2 separate regions of the Ovis aries genome follow, and region 2 is linked to region 1. The links are chromatin contacts, called in public Hi-C maps. All regions are on one chromosome and are shown on one strand. The core of a region is the stretch at or near the end of the contact, and the rest is flanking DNA. Distances in the headings are between cores, read along the strand shown.

Region 1 (6,959 bases), core at 3,253-5,752:
TGGAAGAGGGTGGGAGTTTTTCCAGAAACGGGACTATGAGTCACCAGCCAGCCCAGGAAGTGGCTGCCTCCTGTCCAGCCCGCCCGCTGCCCACTGGGCCTCGGTTTGGACCACAGGGCAAGCCATTCCCGCATGACCTCAGTGTTGACAGAGTGCCTTCTGCACCCTGACCAGAGGGGCTCCAAGCTTGGGGGGGCAGGACCCTCGTCGGCAGCCAGCACAAGACCCCCACTGAATTGGAGGGGTGACAGGCACTCTGGGGAGAAGGGGGTCAGTGGGCCTGGGACATGTGTGGGAGGAAGGGCCTTCCCAGAGGGAGCAGCTAGTGAGGAGTGCAGAGGTCTGAGCAGACAAAGCAGGGGGCCGCAGGGGGATCTATCGGAGGGGGCAGGCTGGGGCCTTGGAGGTGGAGAGCAGGGGCTTCCCTGCTGCCAAGGGTGTGTCCCTGGGGACCGAGAGGAGGCTGCTTAAACTCCCCCAACCGGCCTGCCTGGCCCCAGACTGCAGCCTTGGACCCAAGTGCAGAAAGGTCCAGAGAGGAGAAGCAGATGGCTTGCGGTCACACAGCAGCCTAGGACCAGGCCCCCTGAACCCAAACCCATTCCATTAGCTGCCAGGCCCCTCTCCTGCCAGCGTGCTAGAATCTGCAGGGAGCAGAAGGTGGCAATTGAGGGGTCTTTTCAGGAGCGGTCCTTTCTGGGTCCTCAAAAAATGAGCCTTCTCTCCTCCTGGGGGCGGGCCCCGGGCTGTGAGCAGGGCCCGGGCACTGCGCTCAGCAGGACAGTGGCACCCGCCCTGCCGGCCCCTGAAATGCTCAGAGGCCTGGGGCTTGGGCCTTGGGGACGCGGCAGGGCTGGCCGGATCCGTTCGGAGCGGGTGACGTGTACCCAGCTTCAGGTCCTGTCCCCACAGTCAGGGCAGGCAGCAGAGGTCCACATGTGGCTCCACATCGTACACGAGTGAGCGCCTGGGGCCCTCATCCCCGGATCGGGGAGCCAGAGGTCACAGCGCTCATGTCTCCCCTCCCCAGGGACCTGGCCTGGCTGTGGCAAGGGGAGCCCCCGGGACCCCACAGAGGCCTCCAGTCCGCAAGGAGCCCTGTGTGCCCCTGGGAGACTGAGGCACAGCGGGTCTGAGCACTTTTGTCACAGCGTACCCACCCTCTAGACTCTAGACCGACCCCACCCGCCTCACCAGCCCAGGCACAGATGTGTCCTGCGTCCTGGCCGATGGTGGGGGCCGGGGGAGGGCTGTGCGGGTCTGCCCCTGAGCACCCCACCCCCGCCGCTTTCCAGAGCCCCGGCCCCAGGGAGCGAGGCCGGCGGAGCGCTGCCCAGGAGCCCCCTATCCGCCCAGGCCCCCAGGCCAGGAGCAGGAAATGCTCGGTCACAGCTGTTCACATGTGGGGGATGGTGGTGGGGAGGATGTGTGGGGGGGGACACGTTCTTCCTTGGGTCACAGAAGCTCCGCCTCCCCCCATCTTCGGGAAGCCTGGAGGAGGGAGTTCTGGATCCCAGCCGCCGGACAGCAGATTCCAGAGCCTTCTCCGGAGCCCCTCCTCCCCGCTCCCCACACCCCACCGCCCTGCCATGGCCCCCCGGGGGTGGGGGGTGCTCCCCCACCTCCAGTTGAGTTATCCTCCCCGATGGAGGTGATTTCCTCTGCTCGGCCTCCTCCCCACATTCGCCTCCAGAAAGACTAATTAAAAATGAACCCGGGCCAGGTCAGGGGCCGGCCCGGGCCCTCACAGCTGTCAAAACACACTGTGCCTGCGGGGCGACCTGGACCGGGGAGGCTGCCTGGCCCAGTTCACAGGCCGGGGGGCTCTGAGACCCCTCTCTGCTGCAGTAGCTTTGACTCCATCCTGCTTGCCACCCGGCTCCGCCAGCCCGGCAGTGTCAGGGATTCATCACTATCGTTGCGCTTTAAGAGGCAGAGAGAGAGGATGGTCTGGGGAGACCCTCGGGACTGCGGTGGGTGGGAGTGCTGAGAGACATCAAGGGTGCAGGGGAGGGTGTGGGGGCTTGGGGTGAATCTCGGCCTTAGGGTCCAATGGGCCTGGAGGGTGAGGGGTACTGAGACAGCACAGGAGATATGCAGGCCCAAGTGGGCAGGCCAGAAGTGGTGCAGGTGTGGGTCTGAGCTCGGGATGGTCCCTGAGGCAGAGAGTGGACACGTCGGCCCACGGCTGTCGGTTGGAGCTGGTGGGGGGTCTTCGGGAGGGAGTCCTCCCCAAGGGCAGTTGGTACAGAAGGACCCTCAACAGGTGCCAGGGCCAGAGGGCTTGTCTGGGCTGGGAGGGGCAGGTTTAGGGAGAGGAGCGGTGAGCCCAAGGTGCCAGGACGGGGGGGGTCCCTGAGCCAGAGCCCAGGGAGGGGACAGGGGCGTGCCGGGGTGGGGTGGCTAGGAGAGGCAGCCAGGCCAGCTGGGCTCTGCTGTATGACAGCCCCGTACCTGACAACCCAGCCGCAGGGGCGAGCCCACGGTCATGATCCCCAGGGCCGGCCATCAGGGTGATCTTTGGGGGAGTCTGGGACAGACTGTGGGGCTTTGCTGGGAGCCTTACTGCGGAGGCAGGGAGTGGGGAAGGGCCCCAAGAGGAGGCAACCCCACCCAGTGAGGGGACCTTAGGTGAATCTCTGCCTCTCTGGCCCTGAGAGCCTCGCCCGTGGGCTGGGAACAGAGCGTGGAGCTGCTGCAGGGTGGAGGAGACCGTGGATGAGAAGAGGCGCGTTTGGGAGCAGCTGTGAGGGAGATGCTGGATTTGGGCAATCAGGAGCCTGGGAGCCGGCAGTCAGCCACTCCAGGGGTGCCCTGGGTGGGGAAGGCGAGCAGGAGGCCTCCTGGACAGGTGCAGGGAGGGGCAAGCCAGGGCTGGAACCTGTATTTCAGGGCAATAAATTCCCCACCAGCCGAAACCAGAAGAAAGGGATGAGAGAAAGGAGACGCGAGGTCCGGGCCTGCTCAGGCCCAAAGGGAGGCTTTTCTGAGGCCCATGGGCAGCTGGGCAGAAGCTGGGGGTGGGGCGGGGGTCTGCTGGGGCCCCTGGTGGCCGCCTGGCTAATTACTCTGCAGAAGTGTGGAGGAGGGCCTGGCCTGAACGAAGCTTCAGTCTTTTAAAGGACAAGGCACCATGAACTTATCTTTACTGTCAGGCACCACGCGTAGGCCGACTCAATGGGCATAATTTTGAGCAGACTCTGGGAGGTGGTGAAGGACAGGGAGGCCTGGCATGCTGCAGTCCATGGGGTCATAAAGAATTAGACACAACTCAGTGACTGAACAACAATATGCATGGGGGGCTTCCCTGGGGGCTAAGATGGTAAAGAATCTGCCTGCAACGCAGGAGACCCGGGTTCAATCCCTGGATTGGGAAGATCCCCTGGAAAAGGGAATGGCTACTCGCTCCAGTATTCCTGCCTGGAGAATCCTACGGACAGAGGAGCCTGGTGGACTAATGTCCATGGGGTCGCACAGCGTCAGACACGACTGAGTAACTAACACACAATGAAAACACATGTGTAGGACCGGCCATAAGACGGGGGAAAGGCCACAGGCTGCGAGGCGTCCGCCCAGGGCAGCTCCAGCTCCGTGAGAACCACATGGCAGGGAGCAGAGCTGGGGGACTGGGTAGCCGCCAGCACAGAGCTCCAGGCCGCCTGCCTGCCCGTGTTTTTTCCTTTCTTCCCTTCCGTGTGTCTGCTGGTTTGCCTGTGCCGAGCAGCACAGCCTGTTTTGTCAACGAGCGCCCTTTGGTTGAGGTCAGGCCTGGCCCCACACGTGCTACCTGCCCTGCCTCGGCCGCAGGCCAACACCCCCCAACCCCAAGGGCTCGGAGCCCAGGGTTTGGGAACCCCGGGTCGGGGGCGCTCACAGGTCACAGATGAACCACCTCCCCCATCCTCACTCCTTGAGCGAAGCCATCACCCTTCCTGCAGGTGAAGAAAAGGAGGCAACCAGCAAACATTTAGGGACACCGCATCAGTGCCGAGGCCAGCAGAGGAGAAAGAGGACGCAGTGTCCCCGAGCAGCCTGAAAGGGCCCCTGCTGGACAGGCAGGGCGCGGGGTGGCTGTGAGTGTGCAGGGCATAGCAGCAGGTAGGCCGGATGCCCTATCGCCTAAGGAGGCTGAGGGCCCGTTGAGGCAATGTAGTCTGGGAGGACTTTTGGGGGGAGGAAGAGGAATTTCAGGGGCGCGTGGAGGCTAGGCACTTCTTTTGACCCCAGTTTTCCCCGTGTGAGGAGGGAAGATGCTTGTCCTATTGGCTGATCAGGTTTGTTTAGCTTCGATTTTTGGAAGACAGCAGATGAGCCCATGGACAAGAAGTTTCTAGGGCTTCTGCTCCCTTCGTGTGGGTCTGTTTCCCATTTGCACAGTGGGTCCAAGAGGCTTCATGTGCCAGGGTTCACCGGCGAGCCCCGGAGACATGTAGGCTGAGCCCTAGGCAGACCGAGGCTGTTCCGGGCTCGGCACGCTCCCCACCCATCTCAGGAGCCCAGGAGGCAGCTTCTGGGACTTGCCAAGGGCTCAGAGGTCCACACCCTCCCAGCCCAGAGAGCCACTCATGAGATCGTCAGCAGAGCAAAGAGGAAGCTGGGCTGGGAACTTGGTGGTGCAAGCCAGTCCTCGGTGCTGACGACCTCAGGAGCTTGTGCAATGAAGCTGGGGTCCGGAAAGTTGGCCGCCTGTGGCTGCACGCAACGGGAGGGCCAAGGGGTCACGCCGGAGGCAGCCCACTGGTCCCGGTGGCCCCAGGTGAGCCACCACGACAGGTCAGCCCGACTTGAGCCGGCCAGTGGGGTCCCAGCCCCCACTCCGGCCACTGAGGCCTCGCTTACCACCCCCAGCTCCAGGGCGTCCTGGCCTGGGGGCTCCCAGGGTACAGGTCACCCCCCACCCCACGCTTTAGTGGCCACTGTGCGTCCTGGGGGACCCGTCCCAGCCTACTTCCTGCCATGTCGCCCTTCCGGCCCTCGGTCCCCCAGGACAGAGCAGGAGGCCTAGGCCCTCGGTCAGAGCCGGGCTCTGCCTTTGAAAACAGACCTGGGTTCGAATCCCGACTGACCCTCCTTTGAGCGCACCCTGTGGCAACACCCTTCCCCCTCTGTGCACGGGGTCATGACAGGGTCATGAAGGGGGTCATGACAGGGTCCACTCCGGGGTGATGATGCGGGACATGAAGGGGTCCACTCGGGGGTCATGGTGGGGTCTACTCACTGGCCAGGAGCCCCCTGAGATGAGGCCAGAGCCCTCGGTCTGGGAGGGCCCTCAGGGCTCCTTGCTGAGAGGAGAGCCCTAGGTGGGCTGGGAGGCTCTGGGGGAACCGTGCGGGGAGAAGCTGAGAGAGGTCATTGCAAGCCGCGGGGGCCCAGGCCAGGGCAGCACGAGCCGGGCCCAGGCTTCGTGTGCCAGGAAGCCGGGCCCAGCAGGGCCCAGGAGCAACAGTGTGGTGACCTCATGCCAGCTCCTCCCACAGCTCCTGGCTGGCGGGACTTCCCCCCAGCTTTGCCCAGCACAGGGCTGGGTGGAGGAGGCGGGGGTTACCATGTCCCCAGCACCCCCCAGCGGCGACAGCCCCCCAGAGGACAGCCCTAGAGTGAGGAATGGGGCCTGCAGGCCCTCCCCCAGGACTCCCAGACCCAGGGCAGATCAGATCTGGGTCGGCTGGACCCTGGTTATCTCGGCTCCCCCAACAGGGCGCTAGATACAGAGCCCAGAGGTCCCGGCCAGGCAGGTTATCAGGAGCCACGGAGATCCTGACCTCACCAGACCCAGGCTGGGCATGGGGGTGGGGGTGCCCGAGGCGTTTCCAGCCCGCCCAGTACCCGTTATCTGGTGCAGCCTCGCCCAGCCCAAGATAATTGCCCAGAGCAGAGATAGATGCTGGGAATAAGGCCAGGGGGCCAGCTCCCAGCTGGGGAGGGAAGATCCGCCAGGCCAGGCCAGGCCACAGCAAAGGGAGGTGGGCCCCTGGGAGGGCGGCCCGGCCTCGGTGGAGCAGCTCAGCCCAGCGTTCGCTGGGAGGGGAGATGAGTTGAGTGTCCTAGTGCAGAGGAGGCCCAGGGCTGGGTTGCCCGGGGCCCAGGTATGTTGAGCAAGAACCCAGACTGGGGCTCACTCTCCCGGCTTCCTGCCCCAAGGACCATCTTCCCGCGACAGGCCACACTGTCTGCAGGCCTGGCTGGGTGTTCTCCCCTGGGAAGGAGGCTTCAGGATCGAAGGGGTGTGCCCAGCCCGGCCTGGGGCTCCCAGGGCAGCCCAGCTCTGCCAGGGACCGGCCGGCCGGAGCCCCACGCCCCAGGCAGGCCTCCCCTGTGCCAGGCCCAGCACGTGACTCCTGGCCCGGGCAGGGGAAGGAGACACCCGCCCCGCCCACCCGGGGCGCCAGGGGCTCGTGAGAGCGGAGAGTGCCTAGAAGAACGGGATACACAAAGCCCCTCTTCCCACGCGAAGGGCCTTCCAGGGCCCCCAGCCCGGACCCACCCGGCGCCCGGGGCTGTCTTCCTGCCCACTCTTGCGACACGCGCTGAGGGCTGCCCAGAAACCCGATCTCAGGCTCAGGCCCCGACGTGCCCCCGCTGTCTGTGTCGTTCGGCTCCTTGCCGTGGCGGGCAGCCAGTCCAAGGCTCCGTGGAGGAGCTGTGGTCCTGCCCGCAGGTTCTCCAAGGGGCAGCAGTGGGCACCACCTCCCAGGCAAAGGGGCTCTGAAACGGGACCCTCCACAAAGGCCTCTGTCCCACCAGCCGGCCAGGACAGCAGATGAAGCCAGCCCCTGACCCTCTGGCAGTCTGGGGCGAGTCCACCCAGTGCTGGCCCCTCAGCGTGCCTACCTGGGCTGGGCCCCCACCCCGGCCTCCTCCAGAAGTGGTGCCACGCGTGCTGCTCCCCTGAGAGAGGGGCGGGGAGCCCCTCCCCTAGGCTGGGGGCTGCCCCAGGAAGCCCCCCTGTCTCCTGGGAG
Region 2 (6,959 bases), core at 3,253-5,752, 59 kb before region 1:
GGCCCGGCCCCGCTCTCTGGGACTTCCTGAAGGGCCTTCGCAACAACACAAACCTCTTTTTCCGACCCCGAGCCCTGTAGACACCTGACCGGTGGCTTCTGGGGAAGGTTCCCTCTCTCTGGGTGGAAACAGATGAGTCACCTGGCATGAATGCGCCTGGCACATGACAGCCCCGATTCCCACGCCCTGGCCACAGGGGAAGCAGCAGGAAAGTCACAGAACTTTCTGCGGGTCCCGGCTGGAGGCTGCAGAGCCAGGGTTCACACCCAGGTCGGCCTGAGACCCAGACACCCTGGAGGGAAGACAGCGGCTCTCCCCTTTAGCCCAGAGAGCCGGGCTGCCCCCGCCAGCAGAACCTCTGCAGACCGGTGGGTGGTGGGTGAGAGCGAGACGGCGCGGACCCTGGGGGTGGCCACAGTGCCCCCACCCTGCCCCACGAGCCTGGACTGGGGCCTCCCCACGGCTGGGCCTGGCCAGTCGTCATGGCTGATCCCTTGCCTCCAGCCTGAGGCACCCAGAGCTGGGGCCCGCAAGGACGGCACTTCCGTTCAACTTCCCAGTGGGTCTGCAGGGTGCTCACAATGGGGTCTCTGTGGGCTGAGCGAGGCGGGCTGCCAGGCCAGACAGGCAGGCTTCCCGCCAAGGTGGTGGTGGGGGGAAGCACCAGGCCAAAGGGAGGAAAAAGGCCGGCACCCTAGCCCTGATCCGGGGCCTGGCTTGGGGAGGCAGGAACTCCCAAAGTTGCCCAGGTTTGGGGGTGGGAGAGCCTCCCCCAACCCCATCCCTTTGAAGCGCCTCACCCGGAGGCCAGCGGTGAGAGCTGCAGCAGCGAGGGCAGCGTGCGGCCGGAGCACTGGTCTGGGGCAGGGGGCCCCAGGCTGCCCCGTCCCAATCCCCCGGTGATGGCGCAAGGAGAGACGGCTCCTACTTCCCCCAGCCCAGCACTGCCCCTGACCTCCCCAGAGCCCTCTGCAGAAACACGGAGACTGCCCCCAGCCCTACACGCACGTACATCCCAGTGAGCCGAGCCGAACGGCAGGGAAGGGAGTGGGCATTCTGGGAAGCCACGCATACTTAATCACCCAGCATTAATCCGCCTCCCCAACAATAGCCCCTGCACTTCCACTGAATCCCAGCTGTCGGTCTCTCAATGAAAGGAAACAAGATTTAGGGCATCAAGCGTCGGTGAGGCTTCTGCAGGAGGAGAAAAAGGCCCCAAAAAAAGCAAAAAAAAAAAAGAAAGTAGTGCGCATTCATTAGTGTCTGACAGAGACACAATGCATTTTGTCCATTAAACTGCTCACAGACCTGCTTAATTGGCTTCAGTCTGGGGCCGGGGTAGCGGGGAGGAGGGGGCTGCTTGCCCACTGGCTGGGCCGGCAGGGAGCCCGGGCTGGGGGTTGTCAAGGGAATGGGCCGTCAGCAGTTGGAATGAGGGCGCACCAGCCCGGCTGGGGACTCACTTCTGCAGCCTGGGGAGGGGGCGTTTCTCCAGCCGCCAGGAACCTGCTCGGTATTCCCATCAGGGACGAACTCAAGTTGAAGGGCATCAGCCACAGCAGAAAAACTTCCCGAGAGGCTTGCCAGTACTCGCAGGCGGGCAGGCAGGCGATAGATCCTAACCAGGTTCCCTGACACCACCGCCACCCCCGCCCCCCACCCCCGTTCACAGCTGAAGACCCAGGGCTGGGAAGGCGAAGGGCCTGGGAGGTCAGAGCTGGGGACAGAGACAGAGCTCCTGGCAGGAACTCCCACCCATACCCCTGCGGAGACGGGCACGGCCACCACGATGAGTTCCAACCTCCTTTCCCCAACCTCACCTGAGGCCAGGGAAGGCAGAGGGTGGCAAAGGGTGGGTGTGCTTTTGAACTAGTCAGTTTCTCGCTGAGAGGCACCTCCTGTTCAGGAGGCGCTCACCTGCCTGGAGCAAGCATCACCTGCCCCCAGCAGAGGCACTCCCCCCAGCTGGCAGGGTGGGGCGGGCCCGGCCTCCCTGCAGACGCTCTGGAGCCTCCCTGCAGGTCTCAGGGACTTTGGGAAGAAATGGGGGAGCAGGGATGCCCACCTAGCACCCCAGGAGCCTGAGGTGGTCCTCAAAGGAGTGCTCGAACCCCCAGAGGCCAGGCTGGGCTCCACACGCAGCGTAATTGCTGGTGATTAAGTAATTGCCAGACTTTGTCCAATAAAACCAGCACGTGACCGCGCCCAGCCTTCTGGGCCATCTCCAGAAGACAATGGCCTAGTGTTCTGCCCCCGCTGGCCCGCTGCAGAAGGCAGGGGCTCCGCTCCGACAAAGCAACAGGTCCCTGCAGGGGCGCGGGGGCCCATACTCACATGCAGGCCTCGGTGCCGTTGGGGAACGCTTCACACTTCCCGCCGTTCAAGCAGGTCTCACCGGGCTGGGAGCAGCGCAGGCCTGGGGAGGGGCAAGAGGAGAGGTCAGCCTGGCCCGCACCTCCAGGGGCACTGCCTACCCTTCACCTCCTGTCATGGGGTTACTGGGTGCAGGGGGCCCCCAGGAAGCCCTGCATGAACCCTAAGGGGGCTCAACATTCTGCCCACAGTTCTGGGATCAGAGATGGGACGGGGAGGAATAGACTGGCTGGGTGGCAGGTGGAGAGGTCACGCTCAAAGTGGGTAGAGGGGTGGGGAGGAGTGACCTGAAATGCATTGTAGACAGCAGGGAAGAAACGCTGGGATGACCCTGGGCCAGTCTCCCAAACTTCTCACCCCTCACCCCGGCTTCACTGGGGACCTTGGCTGGGCTGGGGCCCCTATCCAAGCACCAGGATTGTCTTGCTGTTCAAATAAGTTCTTCCAAGGGGTGGCGCTTGGGGGGGGGGTGGTGCTGGCCACACTCAGCTCCCCCGCTCGTGGGAAAATGCGACAGCTGCAAGGGCTGCTGCCCCGCCCGCCAACAAAGCGCCAGGCGGAGGAATCAGAGCAGCCCATTGTCGCGCCAGGGCCGCCTCCTGGGGCACCAGGACTGCACCCCAGGGACCTGGCCACGCCTTCACCGACACCCAACACCGGCTCCCCAGGGTGGGCATCTTCAGTGGCAGCCTCCCCTGCCACACACAGCCAGGGGCTGGGGGCGAGGCTGAAGATGCTCCATTTGGAAGGAATTTGACTTCATTCCCAGGAAGGGATCAATTAATCCCCCCCTTGCCCCCCCTTCTTACCAAGGCTATGTAAATTAAGCCCCCTCTGGGGGGGGGGTGGGGATGGGGTGTGACATGGAACCCCATCTTCAGGAAGCAGGGAACTAGCTCTCCCTCCAACTTTTAGGGGAAGAGAAGCATTAATCACCATCCGATTCCTCGGAGCTCCTCTCCACGGGAAGCGGAGAGGAATGACCGCCCCGGCAACCCTTACAAGGTTTCCAAACGTGAACTCCACAAAGTGAAAGTTCATCAGTAGCAGCTGAATCTTCTGCACACAAGACCCCCACCCCGCCAAAACTGTGAGCCAGGATAGGGGTAGCGACCCGCTGTGGGGAGGGGACACCGCGGGCAGGGCGGCCAGGAGCGGGGGGACACCTGGGTCTGGGCCCTCGCCCGGGTCCTGCGCGAACTCTTCTACTCCGAAGGGAGGCCGGGCTGGGCCGCCTGGCCCACCCTGCTCCCCTCTGCCCAACACGCTGGGCAGCCAGGTCCCGCAGTGCGGTTCAGTAAAGACGATCGCGGCACCCTGGACCCCAGGCTCCGCGCCCCAACATCCGCCCTCGGCGCGGGCAAGAGGCGAAGAAAAAAGATAAATGGCCCCAAAGCAACAGGAAACCAAAACCGACTCGATTCAAATCGAAAAGCAGTAGGCAGCTCGTCCGCCCGCCCCGGGAGCGAGCCCCACGCGCGGCTGGTGAAAGGCGAGCCCAGGGCTAGGTCTCCCAGGCCCCCAGATGCCCACGCCCGGCTTCAAAGCCGACTTCAAACCCGGCGCCAAACTCGGTTCCAGGCGCGAGCACCGCCAAGTCCGTCCCGATCCGGCAAACGGAGCGGGGGAGGGTCAGTCCTTCTCCCCGAGCCCGGGACTCTGGCTCCTAGCCCGCCCCGGGTCGCCCGGTCCCCCTCCCCACCCTGGCCGCCAGCTCCCAGGCACCCGGGGACTCGCGCCTAGGGCGCCGCCAAAAGTTTCCGAAGGCGCGGAAAGTTGCGGGCTCGCGGCGGGCAGTCGCCTACCTCGTGCGGCGAGCGCGGGCAGCAGCGCCAGGCAGAGCAGGGGCGCCAGGAGCGGCGGCATGCCTGCCCACCGGCTGCCCGCTGCGCCCGGGGGCGGCCTCCTGCGCCCGGCCGGCGGGGGCTCCGGCACACCCGAGCGCAGAGGGACTGTCCCAGGGGCGGTGACGGCCCGCTACTGCCCTCTCCTTCCGGCTGGAGAGCGTCCCTGGGCTCTCGCGGCCTCCCCGGCCCGGTTCCGCGCCCGCGATCGTTCCTACGCTGCGCCCGCGGCCCGCGCCCCGATCCCGGGGCCCGTGCGCTCCCTCCCGTGGCCGAGGCACTAGTGAGGCGCCCGGCCGCCGCGCGCTCCGCCCCCGCCCCGCCGGCCCCGCCCCCGGGGCCCGCCCCCGCCGATCCCTCCGCACCCCGCGCCCCCTTGCTGGCCGCGCCCCTCTGCTCTCCTCGACCAGCCGCGCGCCTCCTCAGGCTGGGGCGCGGGGTCCCGAGCCCGGGTCCTGCGGGGGTGGGGGTCGCGGCCGTGCGGAGCGGGGTCGGGGCCCATGCCCTAAGGGACTACTTCTCGTTCGAAAGTTTTCGGAGACCCAAAGTTTGCTCCGGGGTTGCGGAAGGATCCGGCTGTGGGCTCCCGCCGCGCTCGGCGACAATTGGCACAGATTTACATCTCAATAGCGGAGGAGGCGCAGGCGGAGCGAGGAAAGGGGCGCCTTTGACAGGCCTGTCCCCGAGAGGAGCTGGGCTGGGCAGGCGAGTGTGGGGGTCCCTGGGACAGAGGCTCTGGGAGAAGTCGCTCCATCGGCAGCCCTGCGTCACCCCTGGCCCGGGGCTTTAATCCTAGGAGCCCCCCTGGTAGCAACTTAAAACCTCTGAAAGTTCCAGCCTAGACCTGCCCCCACCTCCGTGGCTGTGAAGACCGGGCCATTTGACCCTGAAAGATGGTGGTGCCGCGGCTGCAGCCTCTGCCAAAGGGACCCTGGGGACCCCCAAGGAAATAGCCTGGGTCCAGCGCCCGGCCAGAAAGATTAAGCACCAGCTCCCCCAGGAGGGACCGCCTCCGGACGCTCCTTGGTCACCGTCCTACCCCTTCTCCCGCGCCTCCAGCCTAAGGTGGCCCGCGAAGCACGCTGTGGGTCCGGCAGCCCTGGACCCTCCCCCGTGCTCCTTCCGGGTGACTTATTTCTGCACCATAACGCCAGATTTGGGCATCCTGTGCCAGCCCGGGTTAAGTGCTGGGCGTCCAAAATGCCTGCCATTGTCCCTGCTAAGCTGGTTTACAGCCTCGCACTGGGTACAGAACAGCACCGCCTCTCAACACAGGGCAGTGAGCCGGCGTGCGGTTCCCTGGCAGGAGAACCCTCAGGACTGTAGAAATCCCAGAGGCTGGCTGAGAAGCCGCCCTTGCCAGGGAGGCCCAGAGAGGTGGGCAGAGTGGGGTTTGCCTGCTGGTGGGTAGGTTGCACCAGCCCAACCTCCTTGGTACACCTGTTGCAGGGCACCTGGGGGCAGCTGGGATGCAGTTGTGAGCACCAGGAGGAACAGCTTGTCCAGCTGCTTCTGGAGCCTCCCTGGCCTGCCTCCTCCAGGAAGCTGACGGCATGGCACTTCTCAGAGCCTGGGGTAACTTCTCTCGGGGTCAGTGCCCGGGAGAGGAGGCGCCTGGAGGCAGCAGAGATGTTTACATATCAGCAGCCAGGCGGCCTGGAGGAGCAGATTTTCCGCAGCAGGAAGAGGGGTCGGCTGCGAAGTCCCTCCCCTGCCCACCCCTCAACAACCAGACCACAGTCTCAGGGCTCTGCACACCACAGCCTCTCCTCTCCCAGGGATGGACAGAGGAGGGCTTCAGGGCCGCCACCCCTCTGGGGCCACTGCCCGCGTGCCCTCCTCTTGGAACCCAGCGTCTCTGCCAACAGGCCCCAGATCAAAAGCAAAGGGCCATCCAGCCCTGGCTTGGGAGCAAGTCCTCAGCCTTCCACCGAGGAAGCAGTCTTGGAGGAGGGACTTGGGACCGGGAGAGTCTCACCTGAGTCTGCCAGCCCTGCCAGGCCTACACTGGGCCTTTGCCCAGGGGCCGGGTACTCTCATTAGCCTGTGATACAGATAAGGGGGCCTCCCAAGCTTCTAACCCCCATGCCAGCCACCTGCTTCCTGGGGTATCCCATGGGTGACTGGGGCCCCCAGGAGACCCCAGCAAAACCAGAAGTGCCTGGGACTGGGGAGGGGCATGTGTGAGGCCAAGGTCAGGGGCTGGGCGGGGCTTCCCTCCCCTCCAGACCTGGGAAGGAGGTGGGCCAAGCCCTGGCAAGTGGGCACCAAGCTTTTCCAATCACAGATTAGGCCCCTTCTTATCTCTCTTTAACAACCTTCCCAGGCCAAGGGGTTTGAGGTGGGGAGGACTGGGGGTCCTGACGGCCCAGACCCTGGAGACCTCCTCTTACAGGATGGGCAGCCTAGGGGCAGCCCTGGTTGGGGGTGTTGGGGAGAGGAGGGGAATTTGGGGTGCAGGTCCTGTCCAGAGCCCAGTGGGAGAGTGGGGCCTGGGGTGGCCAGCACTGATCCGGGGGGCACAGCAATGGAACACGGTTTGGGGCTTCCTGCCTGTTTGTGGTGGGCACTAGGGCCAGGTTTGCTGGGTGGTCCCTGCACAGGCCCCCAGGCCACCTGGGAAACCTGGGACTGGTGAGGGTGAGGTTGCAGGCCTGGCTCGCAGAGGGGTCAGTGTCTTGTAGCCACTCTCTTCTCTGGGGTCCAGCTTGCTGGGCCTAAAGGGGAGAAGGCCCTGAGCCC

What was found. A called contact is a pair of places that touch in the nucleus more often than the background predicts.
Region 2: a contact with region 1 is called in a Hi-C map of blood, with 4 times the contacts expected there. The contact joins the promoter of NOTCH1 here to the enhancer-like site in region 1. A contact is called at or near these places in 9 of 16 Hi-C or Micro-C datasets (blood, hypothalamus, muscle and 3 more).

The regions. Positions count from the first base shown.
Region 1 is chr3:2,901,759-2,908,717 of ARS-UI_Ramb_v3.0, reverse strand. No RefSeq gene overlaps it. Among named protein-coding and RNA genes, the nearest start is that of EGFL7, 41 kb to the right of the region's middle. Within about 2 kb of position 4,502, at least 13 of the 54 cell types and tissues checked have an H3K27ac peak or open chromatin away from gene starts, as enhancers often do. A contact at or near this core is called in tail adipose tissue, where this site is marked.
Region 2 is chr3:2,960,888-2,967,846 of ARS-UI_Ramb_v3.0, reverse strand. It overlaps NOTCH1 (notch receptor 1), which reads right to left and starts at 4,502. Exons shown (of 34, transcript XM_027966164.2): 1 at 4,179-4,502; 2 at 2,335-2,416. The coding sequence starts at 4,239.